Regions from separate parts of the Mus musculus genome. Here region 2 is linked to region 1. The links are chromatin contacts, called in public Hi-C maps. All regions are on one chromosome and are shown on one strand. Each heading gives the region's core, a stretch centred on a gene start, on an enhancer-like site or on the middle of the called end of the contact. The rest is flanking DNA. Distances are from core to core; before and after follow the strand shown. Region 1 has its middle 26 kb from the start of Krt23. Region 2 holds the start of Krtap2-4 (keratin associated protein 2-4).

Region 1 (6,969 bases), core at 2,912-5,411:
ACACGCAGCAGGACTGGCGACATCAGTAGAATCCCATTAACACAGTCTTGCCCAAGGCAAGCTAATCTTTCAAGAGCCCTGGGTAAGGCAGGCCTGGAAGGAGGGTGTTTCTTAGGTTCTCGCTGAGAGCAGAAGACAGGTCTGGAATTTAAGGAGACTGGGCACTTTGTCTCAGTCACTCCTGGGTGTGATGCACGGCACAGCACAGTGCAGTTCTAATGGTGGAGATGGAAGCGTTTGTCTTGGGTTGTCTGTTGGAGCACCTAGCACAGTAAGTGCTGTAAACCGTAGATCATCCGGGAATCTCCCTAAATTCTATTCAGAGTTTATCTTTTTCTAGATAGCCAAATTAGGCTGATGTTCTAAGAAGAAGAAAAAAAACTTAAAAAATTGTTTGGTTCTTCAGTAAAAACACTTGTCATGCAAGTAGCCTAAATTTGATTCAAGAACCCATGGAAGGAAGGACGAAGTCACTCCAAAAGTTGTCCTCTGACAGCCACACATTCACCATGGCGGCCATGTACCTATTCTCGTACACAAACATCACGCACGCTCATATGCATACAACATATACACTCATACACAGAATCATGATAAAATTAATTGTTTTCTTTGCATTCCTACATTATGTGTTTGGGTGTTTTGTCTGCATGTATGTCTGTGCACTGTGTGTATGCCTGGTCCCCCATGGAAGCCAAAAGAGAGTCAGAACCCTTGAAATTGGAGTTACAGACCCTGATGTTCCACCATGTGAGTGCTGGGAATCGAACCCCACTCCTCTGAAAAAGCAGTCAGTGCTCTTAGCCACTGAGTCATCTCTCCAACCCTAAAATTAAATGTTAAAAAATGGTGAAACCGTGTCCTCATCCAAGCTAAACCAAGTCTGCTTGACTGGTTGTGTTCACGGTCACCACTGGTTGCTCTCACAGTGGCTATTCTTCTGTCTTTAAGAGGTGGGTATCGGAGACTGTGTAAATGGCTCAGTAGGCTCATGGTACAATCAAGACCTGAGTTCCATCCTCAGATCGTACAGAAAGGTGCTGGGTAAAACATCATGCTTGCCAACTCAGTACTGGGGAGGCAGAGACAAAATTCTCTAGGGCTTAGTGGTGAGCCCCAGGTTCCAGTCAGAGACATGGTCCTAAATAAAACACCGGAGAGATGGCTCAATGGATAAAGCACTTGCCAAGCAAGTATATGGACCAGCGATGGATGGCCAACACTCACATAAGAAAAACAAATACCAGGCGGTGTGACCTGCTATAACCCCAGAGCTCAGAAGCCAAATGGGAAACCTCAGCGGCAGGCTGGCTCCAATCAGCAAGCTCCAGCTTCAGGAGGAAACTCTGCCTAAGTAAATAAAGTGAAGAGCAACTGAAAAAGGTATCTGACATCAGTCTCTGCCTTCCATAAAACTCTCATACATGTGTATGCCCACACACCTGAGAACATGAATACATACATACACACACACACACACACACAAATGTGTAGTGCTTGAGAAATGACACCCCAAGTTAACCTGTGGTTTCCACATAGATGGATCTATTGGTACATGGAGAGAGAGAGAGTTTGTATTGAAACAAGTACAGTCGGAATAAAAAGCCCACAGAGAAATAGCTACTAAGCACCCACCTCATGCCTCCTACAGAGGCAGTCACTATTAGGAGGACAAAATAAGGAAGTTCAGAGAAGGAAATCAAAATACACGAAACAGTCCCTAATTCCTGTCACCTACCATCATGATGTCATCCTAATAATTACTACCTTTGCCAGTATCGTGATAAGGAAAACTATTCACGCTGGGAGAAACACAGCAAGCTTGTCTGCTCAATAAAACTCCTTCCACCCTCTTGAATTCGTCTCCCACACTCAACAAAACCTACATAAGACTACCTGTGACCTGTGACCACGCACCCAGTTCTACCACGTCAGCCGCCGTGGCTGGCATCACACCTTACACCCTTCCCAAACATCCAGGCTCTGCCATCCCCCAGCGAGACTCAGCTTGTTTACCCAGCCAACTTCGCTCCATACCTGAAGAGCAGGTTTGCCACGCAAGCTGCCTTAATGTGAGTTTTGCAGACACCACTTCTGGGCTGTTATTAGTGTCCTCGGAAAATAATAATCAGCTGACAGACCAAAGAGGAACATTCCAAAAAAAAAAAAAGAAGAACCTCATTGTTGCAAAATGTTTGGACTTATTTCTTTTTTCAGTTGATCAAAGAGTGGGATGGTTTATTTCTAATACACAGAAAGACAGTGACCCAAAATCTGATGAATACACTTGGCTACCGGACTGAGAGTTGGGGAATGTAGGACACTTAAGGGCAGGCAGCTGTGTAGAAGGTAGGTGTCTAATCATCACTGCAGATGCCGGAGGCCAAGCTAATAGCAGGTAGCCTTATTGTAGCCACGTGAATACTGAACTTCTTGCTCCCTCTCCTACCCTTCTCCAGGTGGTATTAGATAGTCAGAGGGTTTTCAGTAGGACAAGGTTGGAGAATAAATGACAGCGTTCAAGTCTTTGTATTCCACCCCATCCATAGAATCTCAGCCAGCTAGAGACATAAGACCTGACTGCATTCCACTACACAGAGATTGTCTTAGAATAGCAGATGGCTAGTATCGGTCCATACCCCCATCACACAGAGCAGAAGGTAGAAATAAGGCCCCAGTAACGAATCTCGGTCCACTAACTATCTCTACAACAGTAACAAGCTAAAACTACATCTTCTAGACAGGCCCTGCTCAGTCATCACCCAAATGGCCAGGAGGAGTTGGGAACCTACATGTCTCAAAAAGCCGGAGCCCCGTCCAGGGTCCAGAGCCTTGGTGAGAAGGGACTCACAGGGTTGGCATTGGGGGCTGAAAGTTTATCCACCTCTCATGTCTTCCTGGTGGGAGTCTGATCTACTCCAGGGCAAGTATATAAGGGTTGGAACTCAGAGCTGTCTGAACCGCTGCCTGCTGCCTATGAACTAGTCTAGGGCCTTCTAAGCATGCCCTGATAATGACATTGCTCCAAGATCACACACTGCTGTCTTAAGATCTAATTACTAAATATGGTGTGAGACAGGATAAAAAGGCATGCCAAGTTAAGGAGACATGGGAAGGAAAATAAGTCCTTCCCTTAGAATGTAGTTCTGTTTTCGACTGGCTTACAGTCACACACACATACATACACATACACACACACACACACATACACACACACACACACATACACACACACACACACACACACACACACAACTTCAACAAAACTGATAAAAGTCAGAATGACCTACAGAGATAATGCTAGTTTTCCTAAAAATATATCAAATAAGGAGTGTGTGTGAGTGTGTGTGTGTGTGTGTGTGTGTGTGTGTGTGTGTGTGTGTAAAACAAGGATGTGGAAAGCAGCAAACTGTGCTCACGCAGGGCCAGATGGTTTAAAACTTTGGGTTTTAACCCTCTTAGCCTCCTCTCTCACCCCTGAACCCAAACCATATATAGCACAAAGCTACCCTACAATTTCATTTATAAAAAGAAGTTCCTTAAGATAAGGAAAATAAACAAACTAGCTGGAACTTCTGTACATGAGTCTAAAACTTTGCTTAGCTGCTCATCCTTGAAAAACACGTCCTTTTTGAGTGACGGAACTCAATGAAACGCCATGAGGTCACATTCTACAGCCATCGTAAAGTGTTACTCTCCTGAGAAGGCCACACCCACACTTGGGTATATTCTGTCCTTTTCTTAAGGATCTCTCTTTCTAAACGTCGGTGCTTAAATCCAAAGTGTGTGCTATGTCTCATTTATCCAAGACAAAATCACCAGCTTTCCTTCAAAAATAATCCGGTGTCATCTTCAAAGGATGTATGTGCCTCTCAGAGGAGAGGGTGGAGGTTGCCTGGGATACTGTCTTCCTGCCCCTGGTACCTTCCACAGCCTGACATTAGCATAAATAACATCACCTAAATGGGGTAAAAAATCTCCTCTGCTACCTTCAGGGTTTTTCTTTCTCCTGGCTGCTTCTCATTTCCTTCACTCTATAGTCAGCCCCACAGGAGAGTCTTTCTCCCTAGAAGGGAAGGAACAAATAACTCAAGCCGCTGCTACCAACGTGGGTGAGGGACTTGGCAAGTTTGAAGTGGAGGAGAAGAGAGACTTAAAGTGCAAGCGGTGATTGCTAAGGCTGAGCTCTCCACAGAAGGAAACAGGCTGCTCAGAGACAGCGAGCATGTGAAAGAAAGGCAGGTTTGTTGAACTCCAGCAGTACACACAGACGTTCCCCCAGCCCTGACTCCCTGTGGGACCATTTATCAGAACCCATCCTGGTATTTCTGTCTCTAAGGCATCCAAGTCTCGTGAGCATCTTTCAACAGATCAAAGGGCAGAAGAAAAATGTTCTTGGATCGGCTCCTAAGAGAAATCTCACACCAGATTTTCCTGGGCTATTTCAGGCCAGTCGGTGCCTGTTCTTTTATAGGAGGGCATCGATCTTCTCAGATGTGGAGGAAATGAGGCAATGGATTTAAAGACCACAAGTTCACAATTACAGCAGCACCGGTTCCTAAGATCTCCTGCGCTCGTGGTCTGTTGTCAGCCTTTGTGCCTTTGTGTATAAGACCGAGCTCAGGAAACTCCTAATCAGAGAGATGACAGCTGACAGGGATGCACTTAGGGACATTTGGCACCAGGAAAGAGGTTGAACTGGGGGGATCTGATCAGTGACTTCACTAGAATAGAGTTCCTGTTTATAAAGAATGTAAAATAACAGCTAGGTAGGGGTGTTGACTGGTTTTGAACATCTGTAGGTGTCTGTAGGTGAAGGAGTGACTGAAGTGGGCATAACGTTTGTTAAGACACAGTGACCCACTTACATGTCATCCATGACAGATTGTGCAAGGGCAGAGTTACAGACCTGTTTCTTTGACCCCAGAGATTTTTAAATATTTACCTCCAGGGACCAGGTGTGATGAGTGGCTCATGCCTACAATCCTGGTCTTCAGGAGGCAGAGACAGAAGGATCACTGTGAGCCTGAGGCTAGCCTGGGCTACAAAATGACATAGTGAGTTCCAGGCCAGTTCATACACACACACACACACACACACACATATGCATACATATACATATATATTCATACATATATGAAAATAAAAATTACCATCAGGCCTGTAACTTTTGCGGAAAAGGAGTCCCAACCTCTGCTGTGGTTGGGAGAGCAGAACTAACTGGGTTAAAATCACAGCAGGGTAATTAGGCCTCTCTCAATAACTCTGCCCTGGGAAAAGTGGACCATCTCTTAGTAAAGCAAAAAGGGGCTTTGATCCTTCACAGCCGACTAAATGGAAGCAAAGGCACTTTGCAGACTACCTAAAGAGGTTAGAATTGGTGCAATCACTTAAAAGATTTTTAAAATGTCTGAATCATTCTCCTCACCCCACTCCACCCCATCCCTGCTGCTAACCCAGGGCAAAAATTTTAAATAGTCAAAAGAGACCATGGGCAGTTTTCTTTTAAAACTGTATAGTTTTCTTCAATCCCTTTCCAGACTCATGGTCAACTATTGCTCATCATGGTGTTTTTCGCAAGATGCTAATTTGAACAGAGTAAAAAGGTCGGGAGGTGAGTCAGAAACTGGATTTTTTTTTTTTTTTTTTTTTTTTTTTTTTTTTTTTTTTTTATCCCCAGCAACCTGGAAGGGGTTGCTTCAGGTTAGCCTCTGTTAGAGAGAAAGAGCAAGAGCGACCCCTGCTGGCCAAAGAGGCAAGGCACGCTTTTTCCTTCTTCAAGGTGCAAATTTGAAGTCAAATTAATCTCCATGTCATCACATAAAAGACCTCAGGGATTATACTGACTGTATCCTGTGAACGATGGCAAAAAATGGCCACCAGGACATAACTAGGCCTTCTCTTATCTCCGTTGAGCCTGCATGACACCACCTCACAGAACATGAAGTCCTGTGTGTGACAGGGAACACTTTAACAGTTATTTGAACTGGAATTCTAGCCAAAGATCTTTCTCAAAATAAATGGAGCCCTATGAGACAGCAGATGTTCTGTCCCCTCCAATCCATAATAAGGACAGCTTCATATTACTCTACTTCATCATAGTTAGTCCATCCACAAAGGACAGAGCTGACCAGGTCAGTGGGAAGGGGTGATGTCAGGGCAGGCTTAACCTATTCCCTGGTGGGCACAGTGATTGAAAACAAATGGCCACTCTGGTCTCACAATGTGTTCAGGGCCTCCTCTGAGCCCATCTGATTGGAGAATAAGCTAGAAACTTTCAGTAGCTTTCTCTCTTTCTTTTCTCTCTCTCTCTCTCTCTCTCTCTCTCTCTCTCTCTCTCTCACACACACACACACACACACACACACACACACACACACACACACTGGGCCACTCAGCTCCCTGAGATCATTACAATATAAGAGACTTCTTTTCCTTTTAACACCGGTGCCCTAATAAGAAGCTTCTGGAAAAGTTAAAGGATATTTAAAGTCATGCTTTTACCATCCCCTCACTCTCTGGGAGTCAGCAGACAAACAGTGCTTGCTAACAGGTGCAGACGAAAATCAGGTGACCAGAACCATGAGCTCCCCATGGTGACAGTGCCACACAGGTCAGGTGGCAGCTGAGGCTTGGAGCCAGAGCAGACACAGGCAGTGTTACAGGGACAGGGACTTCTGATTTCAACGTGGGAGAACCCCAAAACTAGTATTGCTGAAAAGATAAACTAAGACTTGACTCGTTCATTGTCTGAGTTCTGCATCAAAACCCAGTGCAACCGGGTTTCCTGGTCCCAATGCCCTACATCATAGGCATCCCCACTGGCACGTTTCCAGAGGTCTGTCAAACCCAGGAAACATTTAAAGTAAAATACTAAGATAATGCGAACATAACAGCAATCACTCAACACCCTTAATAAGCTTGGCAGGACTTTGGAGACTAGCCTCGACTAATCTGAGGACAAGATTC
Region 2 (6,969 bases), core at 2,281-4,780, 150 kb before region 1:
TTTGCTTATGAAACCTGTTAATGAGATACAGTTAAGACGCACACTTTTATGTACTAATATAAAGCTAAAACCTAACTCTCTGTGTCCTAACAAAGTACGTAATGGGTGCCACGCTGGATTACATAAGCCTTCTAAGATGTATCGCTTAGGAGAGTGCTTTACCTACTTTCTTCTTGCAGTGATAAGACACCATGACAGTTGGAAGAAAGAGTTTCTTGGAGGCTTGCTTACAGTTTCAGAGGCTTAGCATACATGATCACCATGGCAGGGAGCATGGCAACAGTCAGATGTGGTGCTATAGTAGTAGCCGAGAGCTTATGGTCTCATCCACAGGTAGCAGGCAGAGTGAGAGAATTAACTGGGAACGGTCTGGCCTTTTTGAACTTCAAAGCCCACTCCAACAGTGACACACCTCCTCTCAAAAGGTCACACCTCCTAATCTTTTCCAAACAGTTACAACAAATGGGGACGAGGCACTGCAATATATAAGCCTAACAGGACCATTCTTGTTCCAACCAGCTCAGAGTACTTGCCCAAGCTAGTTTCTTCCAAACTAGAGTTGTTGGTAGAACTAACCTTTCCCAAGGTGGTTCCTAATTGCATCATTAACTAACCTTTAAGCAAGGATGGCTAGGTAAGCCCTAACACTGGGATGTTTAACAATTAAATCAAAGACATTAGCCATTGGGTGGTATATCTATAAGCAAGTATGCAATTTTCAAACTTTCCAAGAAGGCTTAAATAACCAGAACAAAGAGCAATACTATGCACTATGTGTATCTGAAAGCCTTTCTCTTGTACCTGCCCATTCAAGGGAATTTAAAATCTAAAAGCAATATGAGATTCCAAAAGACTGGTTGAATTTTCCTGACTTCAGGCCGATGAATATTTAAACTTAAGAAAGATTAGTTGGATGTATGGTTGATAGATTGTTTATATATAATTTTATAATCTGTGATATATACATGTACATTACACACACACACACACACACACACACACACACTTAAATATACATGCTACAGAAACAAATTCACTGAGTTCCCTAACCATTGCTTTTCTGAATTTTGAAATTTGACCATCTTCTCTTTTTGGTTAATTATATTCATCCATTTGTGTGAATAAATCAGTCTGTGAAGAACTCCAGGCAGTGATGACTCCACTTGACAGATGCAGAAGCTGTGGCTGGGAAGATGTCCTTTGCCTGAGATACACAGTTCCCTCTTCCCTCAACCCTCCCCATCCTCATTTCTGGCTCCTATGACTATGAATGGACTCTCTATGAAAAACATACTCTGTTTTCAGAATTGTAGACACCCCCTGACATCTAGAAGCCCCCGCCAACCTAGTTCCTGAGAGGACACAATCATAAAACTATTGAGATGAGGACACGGCCTACCAACAGTCACCATCATTATGTTCTTTGCCAATCAAATGACAAGTCTCATGATTAATTATCATTATCCTTAAAATGTGCATATTCCCACTGGTGATTACACTCTTGCAGAATGCTTGGAACTAGAATAATATGAGATTAAAAGATCATGTCATAAAGTTTAGGGACAGTCTCCATGTAACAAGTCCATCCCTGACTGTGTGTCAGCAAGAGCTCTAGAGCAGAAGAACCAAAAGTGGTCGTAGGATCTGACCGTGGCAGCGTTCTGGTATCCTTGCACGGGATTGTGTCTGGATAAGCTGAACACGACTGTACACAAAACATCCAATGTCAGTGTGGGTTATGGAACAAACATATGACCCATCTTCCAGAGGAAATAATGATATGGTGAAAGGAAAGAACAGTATTACAACTTCACATCTCCTACCTGAAATTTGGAGTCTTGTACTAGTTACTATCTGTTGTGACAACATTCCTGACTGTGGCAATTGAAGGAAGCAAGGCTTTTATTTTAAAGTGCAATTCCAGGTCTTGGCACATCATGATGGGGGAGTGGAGTCCAGGTGGCAGGAGGTTGGAGCAGCTGCTCACAACACATCTGTAGTCAAGATCAGAGAGCAATGAGTTACTGCATGCACCGTGGTACTCAGCTCACACTCACTTGCATTTACTCCAGAGCCCAGGCCACGAAACATTGGTACCCCCACACAGGGTCAGTCTACCCACAGACAGGGTCTGGCTTCCCACCTCAGTTAACTCAATTAAGGAAACAACACACAGGCATAGCCACAGGCTGACCTAATCTAGACAGTTGTGACTCGTTCCCGGGGTTGATTCTCCACTGTGACTAGTTGACAATCCAAACTAGCCATCACACACACTCAGAGGCAAACTTGATCCAGAGTCCTCAGCAATCCTTGTCCAATGCATACAGCAGCCTCCCAAACCTTGACTTATCTCTGGTATCTGACTATTGTAGTGGTGATACATAAAATTCTTTATGCAGTCACTACTCCACTAAGTCTTGTCCTTCTAATAATCTTATATCATATTTTATAAGCAGTCACAATTCTCAGCCATCAATCCACATATTGACTACAGTAAGATAATTGATTCCTCCTCAAATATGTTCAATAGATTTTATTCAAGCTTTTTATTTTGTGTATGGATGCACACACATGTCTGTGGGTGCAGTTGTGGCAGGGTGTAGGTGAGGAAGTCAGAGGACAACTTGCAGGAGTCCGTTTCCTCTTTCCACCATGTGGCTTCTGGGATTTGTCTGGCCCGGTGGCAGGAGCCATCTCACCAGCTCCACAATAGATTTTTAAAGAACGTAACGTGCCATTGCCTCTGTCGCACTTAGGAAGCAAGAAATATAATAATCAAGAGACAAATTTAGAAGACAGGCATGAGTAAAACTGTCACTTGGTTTGATCTTATTTACAAAGTTTTTCACCTTAAATGGCTTTTAGTTTTAGCTTGTCTCCTTACAAATCGTCACTGCTCTGTGGTAGGAAATTTCAAGGCCTAGTTTTTTCTTCTCTATCCCCCAAATTGTCCTGTTCACATATTAAGTGTCTCATGAGAAGTTTCCAGTTACGGGACAATTCAAGACCTTTCTCAAATGCCACTCTGATGCTTTGGTGACTCAGTCTCCAGGAACAAGGTAATAATCCATTTTCCAGAAGCCCTGGGGCATATTTTCCATAACAACATAGACACACACCTACTTTTATGAGCCATCTTGGCTCTTCAGGAATTGTTACTGGGTCTGGATGTCACTCAGAGCTCAGGCTGGTGACTCATGTGCATTGTAGGCTCACACCGACTCAGAGACTGTGAACAAGGGGAAAGTGACATCACCAGTGTGTCCTCTGGACTTTCAATCTGTCACATGGTCTAGCCTGGGAGGATTGACTGACAGGTGAGCAATAGTTCTGATGATACAAATTACCAAGTGTTCATTCCAAGGGAATAGGAGAAGGCTAGGAAGAAAAGCATCCTTGCAGATATTAGAAATGTTGCCTGGCAACTGAATCCAGGGCTCTCTTTTCATTGGGTAACCACAAGTCCAGGAAATGGCCGTTGGTCAGCACTGTTCAGGTATATAAAGGGACCCAACCTAGACAAGACATCGTACCTGAGAACTCCCAACCTCTCCTCACTTCTCAGCCCCACTCCAGCCCAGACACCACCATGACAGGCTCCTGCTGTGGATCCTTCTCCTCCCAGAGCTGTGGAGGAGGCTGCTGCCAGCCCTGCTGCTGCAGGGACCCCTGCTGCTGCCGCCCAGTGTCCTGCCAGACCACAGTGTGTCGCCCTGTGACCTGTGTGCCCCACTGCACCAGGCCCATCTGTGAGCCCTGCCGCCGCCCCATCTGCTGTGACCCCTGCAGCCTGCAGCAGGGCTGCTGTCGCCCCATCACCTGCTGCCCCACCTCTTGCACAGCTGTGGTCTGCAGGCCTTGCTGCTGGGCCTCCACCTGCTGCCAGCCCATCTCAGTGCAGGCTCCCTGCTGCAGGCCCCCCTGCTGCCAGCCTGCTCCCTGTCGCACCACCTGCAGGACCTCCCCCTGTAACACCTGCTGCTGAGCCATCACATAGGCAGCTTCTCCGGGTGAACAGAACTCGTCCTACTCCTGATGGAGCAGAGAGACACCACTTTTGCAGCCCATCTGTACTTCCCCAGTTCACCCAACCGTAAAGGCCTATCAAGTTCTCCATATATATATTCAGCTAGTCATCTGCATAGCTCTAGACATATTCTAGCTCCCATCAGCAGAATTCTTGGCATCAAAAGCATATGTAAGCAAATGTTAAGTTTTTTCATGAAGATCCATCCCATTGAGTCACTGTAATTTTTTTTTTTTAATTTCAAGGTTCAGATGGGATATGTTTTCAGCATGGTATCCTTGTGCTATGGTTTTGCATGATAAAAAAAATAAAATTTTATTTTTGGTGAAGTACACACATCCTTTTTGTATTCTTTCTTGATGTTTGAAACCTCATTGATGTGTAAATTACACTGTTCAGAATGGGATGTCTAGAAGGAGAAATGTTCCTAACAGCTGTATTTTGACCTTCCCTCCCCACCCCCAAGAGCCTTTGAGGTGCATGGTCCATGATGGTGAAAAGAATTTGAACATTTCAGATCATCTCGCCAATGGGCTTTCGTCTTTAAAGACACAGACTTCGGTGGTAACAGGACAAAAATAGTGAGACAGATCTTCGATCCTGAGTATGATTTGGGAGTGGTTCATACACACAAGAAAAGGAACAAAGTCCGAGTTACAGCCCCGCTCGCTTCCCAACATAGAAAACTATGCCATGGTCATCTCACCCAGAAACCCCTCATCACTGAGGTCTTCTTTAGCTCCTGGGTCAGTCTTTCTCTCATCTCCCCAGCCAGCACCACCACAGCAGCTAGGTTTCTGATGCAGCTGCTGATGAGAACAGAATTATACAGCCTTTGCTAGAATCTCACATACCGTGTCACTGAAACAGTGCCGACATGGGTTCATATAGGGTATATGAATTACTAATGTAATCAGGTGATTACATTAACCCTTTGTGGGGCAGTTTCACTGTTGTCAGATAAACCAGTCAGGAAGGCTAACCACTGGTTTTGGGTTTATTTATTTATTTATTTATGGTTTCCCACCCCACTCAAAAAATGCCATCTACCAACTCAGCAGGGTAGCACATGTCTTTATCCCCAGCACTTGGGAGACAGAGGCAGGAAGATCTCTGTGAGTTCAAGGCCACCCTGGTCTCCAAAGTGATTTGACAGCCAGGGCTGTTACAAAGAGCAACTCTGTCTTGGAAAACAAACAAACAAACAAACAAAAAAGGGCATCTACCACAGAAGTCATTCTAAAGAAATAACAGACTCAAACAAATTACAAAACAAGAGCTAAAAAAAAAAAAAAAAAAAAAAAAAAGCAATGTAAAACTTTGTGTCTTTGGAACCAAATATAAGTGAATCTTTTAAAATGTGCTGCTTGTACGCTTAGCCCTACGCACTGATTAGTGAGAGAAGTCAAGTAAGAAAGCTTTGTGAGGAGAGGGTCTGGGCTGGCTTCAGTCAAGACTGGATTTTTATTCATCTGCACGATACATGGCACATAGAAAATAATAAATTATATTGAAAATAAGTAAGCGTTAAGTAGGTGAGAGGAGAGGAAGACACATTCCTAGCCCCATTCTCCTTTCTGATATGTGTATTCTTATTCTGCTAAGCTGGCTTTCTCCACAAAGTGTTGCAACAAGAAGTAATATGTACAGGGTGTTCTGTGGCTAGCAACTTTTAGGAACCATTTGATAAAAATTTAGTATGTGTACAATGGGTTGTTACTATTATCATTTGTTTATTACTATTGTTGTTATTATTGAGGGCAATTATTTCCCAGCAGGCCTTTGGTTTACAGATCCCATTTCTTTATATCATTCTCTCAGTGCTGGGGTTGGAGCCTTACAAACATTAAGCAAGAGTTCTATCACTGAGCTACATCCCTCTCTCTATATAAGTCAATCTCTTTCTACATATCTTTTTTTATGTATTAGTCAGGATTTTCTAGAGTCACAGAATGTATGGAATGTCTTTCTATATTGGGGGAGTTTATTACGATGACTTACAGTCTGTACTCTAACTCCCCAACAATAATCAGCTGTGAATTGGAAGTCCAAGGATCTAGTAGTTGCTCAGTCCCACAGGGCTAGTTGTTTCAGCTGGTCTTCTGTAGAAGTAGATTCCAACAGATGTGCTGGAAAATAAATCCAAAGAAGAACAAATCTTCCTTCTTCCAATGTCCTTATGTAGGTCTCCAGCAGAAGGTGTGGCCCAGATTAAAGGTATGTGTGCCACCAATGCCTGGATCTGGGACTTGTTTTGTTCCAGGCTGACCTTGAACACAGAGATCTTCTTGTCTTAGTCTCCTGAAATTAAAGGTGTGCACTACCTCGCCTAGGCCTAAGCTTTTCATAACCACTATGCCTCAAGATCTCCATGCCAAGATCCAGGTCAGAAACTTGTGTCTTCCAGCCACAAGATCTGGATCACAGGTAATCCCTTCAATTCTGGATTGTAGTTCACTCCAGACATAGTCAAGTTGACAACTAGGAGTAGCCATTACAGCTCACCATTTTAAAATAATCTCTAAACACCTCTGCTTTATTCCCCTCAGTACTTTTAGTCTTAGACATATAGAAACTTTCTCTTTATCTTGCTGTGCTTTCTCAGACAGAAGATGTTGTGTTGTCTTCCACACTATCTTTATTATCATTCATTTGTCTCTGTGGTAACCCTGTGCCTGTGTCAACTACACTGGCTGCTAGCATGCTGAGTGACCCTGTAAGGAACTGTATAAGCAGCAGGACGGATGGCAAGGGGTAAACCAGAGCCTTCAACCACAGATCTAAGGCAGAAATAATTGCAGAGAAAGGACAGACACAGGAGCTGTAAAATCATGACCTAAGTTTTGCAGAAGGCCTGAGAGTTTGACGCAATTGAACATCACAGTTGGTTCTGTGGGTGGGAATGAACTTGAGGAGGTGTTGGAGATACTAGATATAGA

Evidence for each region. A called contact is a pair of places that touch in the nucleus more often than the background predicts.
Region 2: a Hi-C map of cortical neurons shows a contact between it and region 1, with 2.5 times the contacts expected there. The contact joins the promoter of Krtap2-4 here to the enhancer-like site in region 1. A contact is called at or near these places in 7 of 39 promoter capture datasets (the 3T3-L1 cell line, cranial neural crest, embryonic stem cells and 3 more), 1 of 15 datasets of contacts at CTCF or cohesin (the NIH/3T3 cell line), 3 of 484 Hi-C or Micro-C datasets (cortical neurons, epidermal suprabasal cells and nephron progenitors), 1 of 115 datasets of contacts at active chromatin or transcription factors (pancreatic cancer cells) and 2 of 9 other capture datasets (adipose tissue and pancreatic islet).

What each region holds. Positions count from the first base shown.
Region 1 is chr11:99,463,758-99,470,726 of GRCm38.p6, reverse strand. No RefSeq gene overlaps it. Among named protein-coding and RNA genes, the nearest start is that of Krt23, 26 kb to the left of the region's middle. Within about 2 kb of position 4,161, at least 16 of the 459 cell types and tissues checked have an H3K27ac peak or open chromatin away from gene starts, as enhancers often do. A contact at or near this core is called in cortical neurons, where this site is marked.
Region 2 is chr11:99,611,407-99,618,375 of GRCm38.p6, reverse strand. Krtap2-4 (keratin associated protein 2-4) reads left to right here and starts at 3,530. Exons shown (of 1, transcript NM_027800.1): 1 at 3,530-4,359. The coding sequence starts at 3,593. The coding sequence ends at 3,988. Gm32730 (a long non-coding RNA gene) reads right to left here. Exons shown (of 5, transcript XR_880207.2): 4 at 1,824-1,994.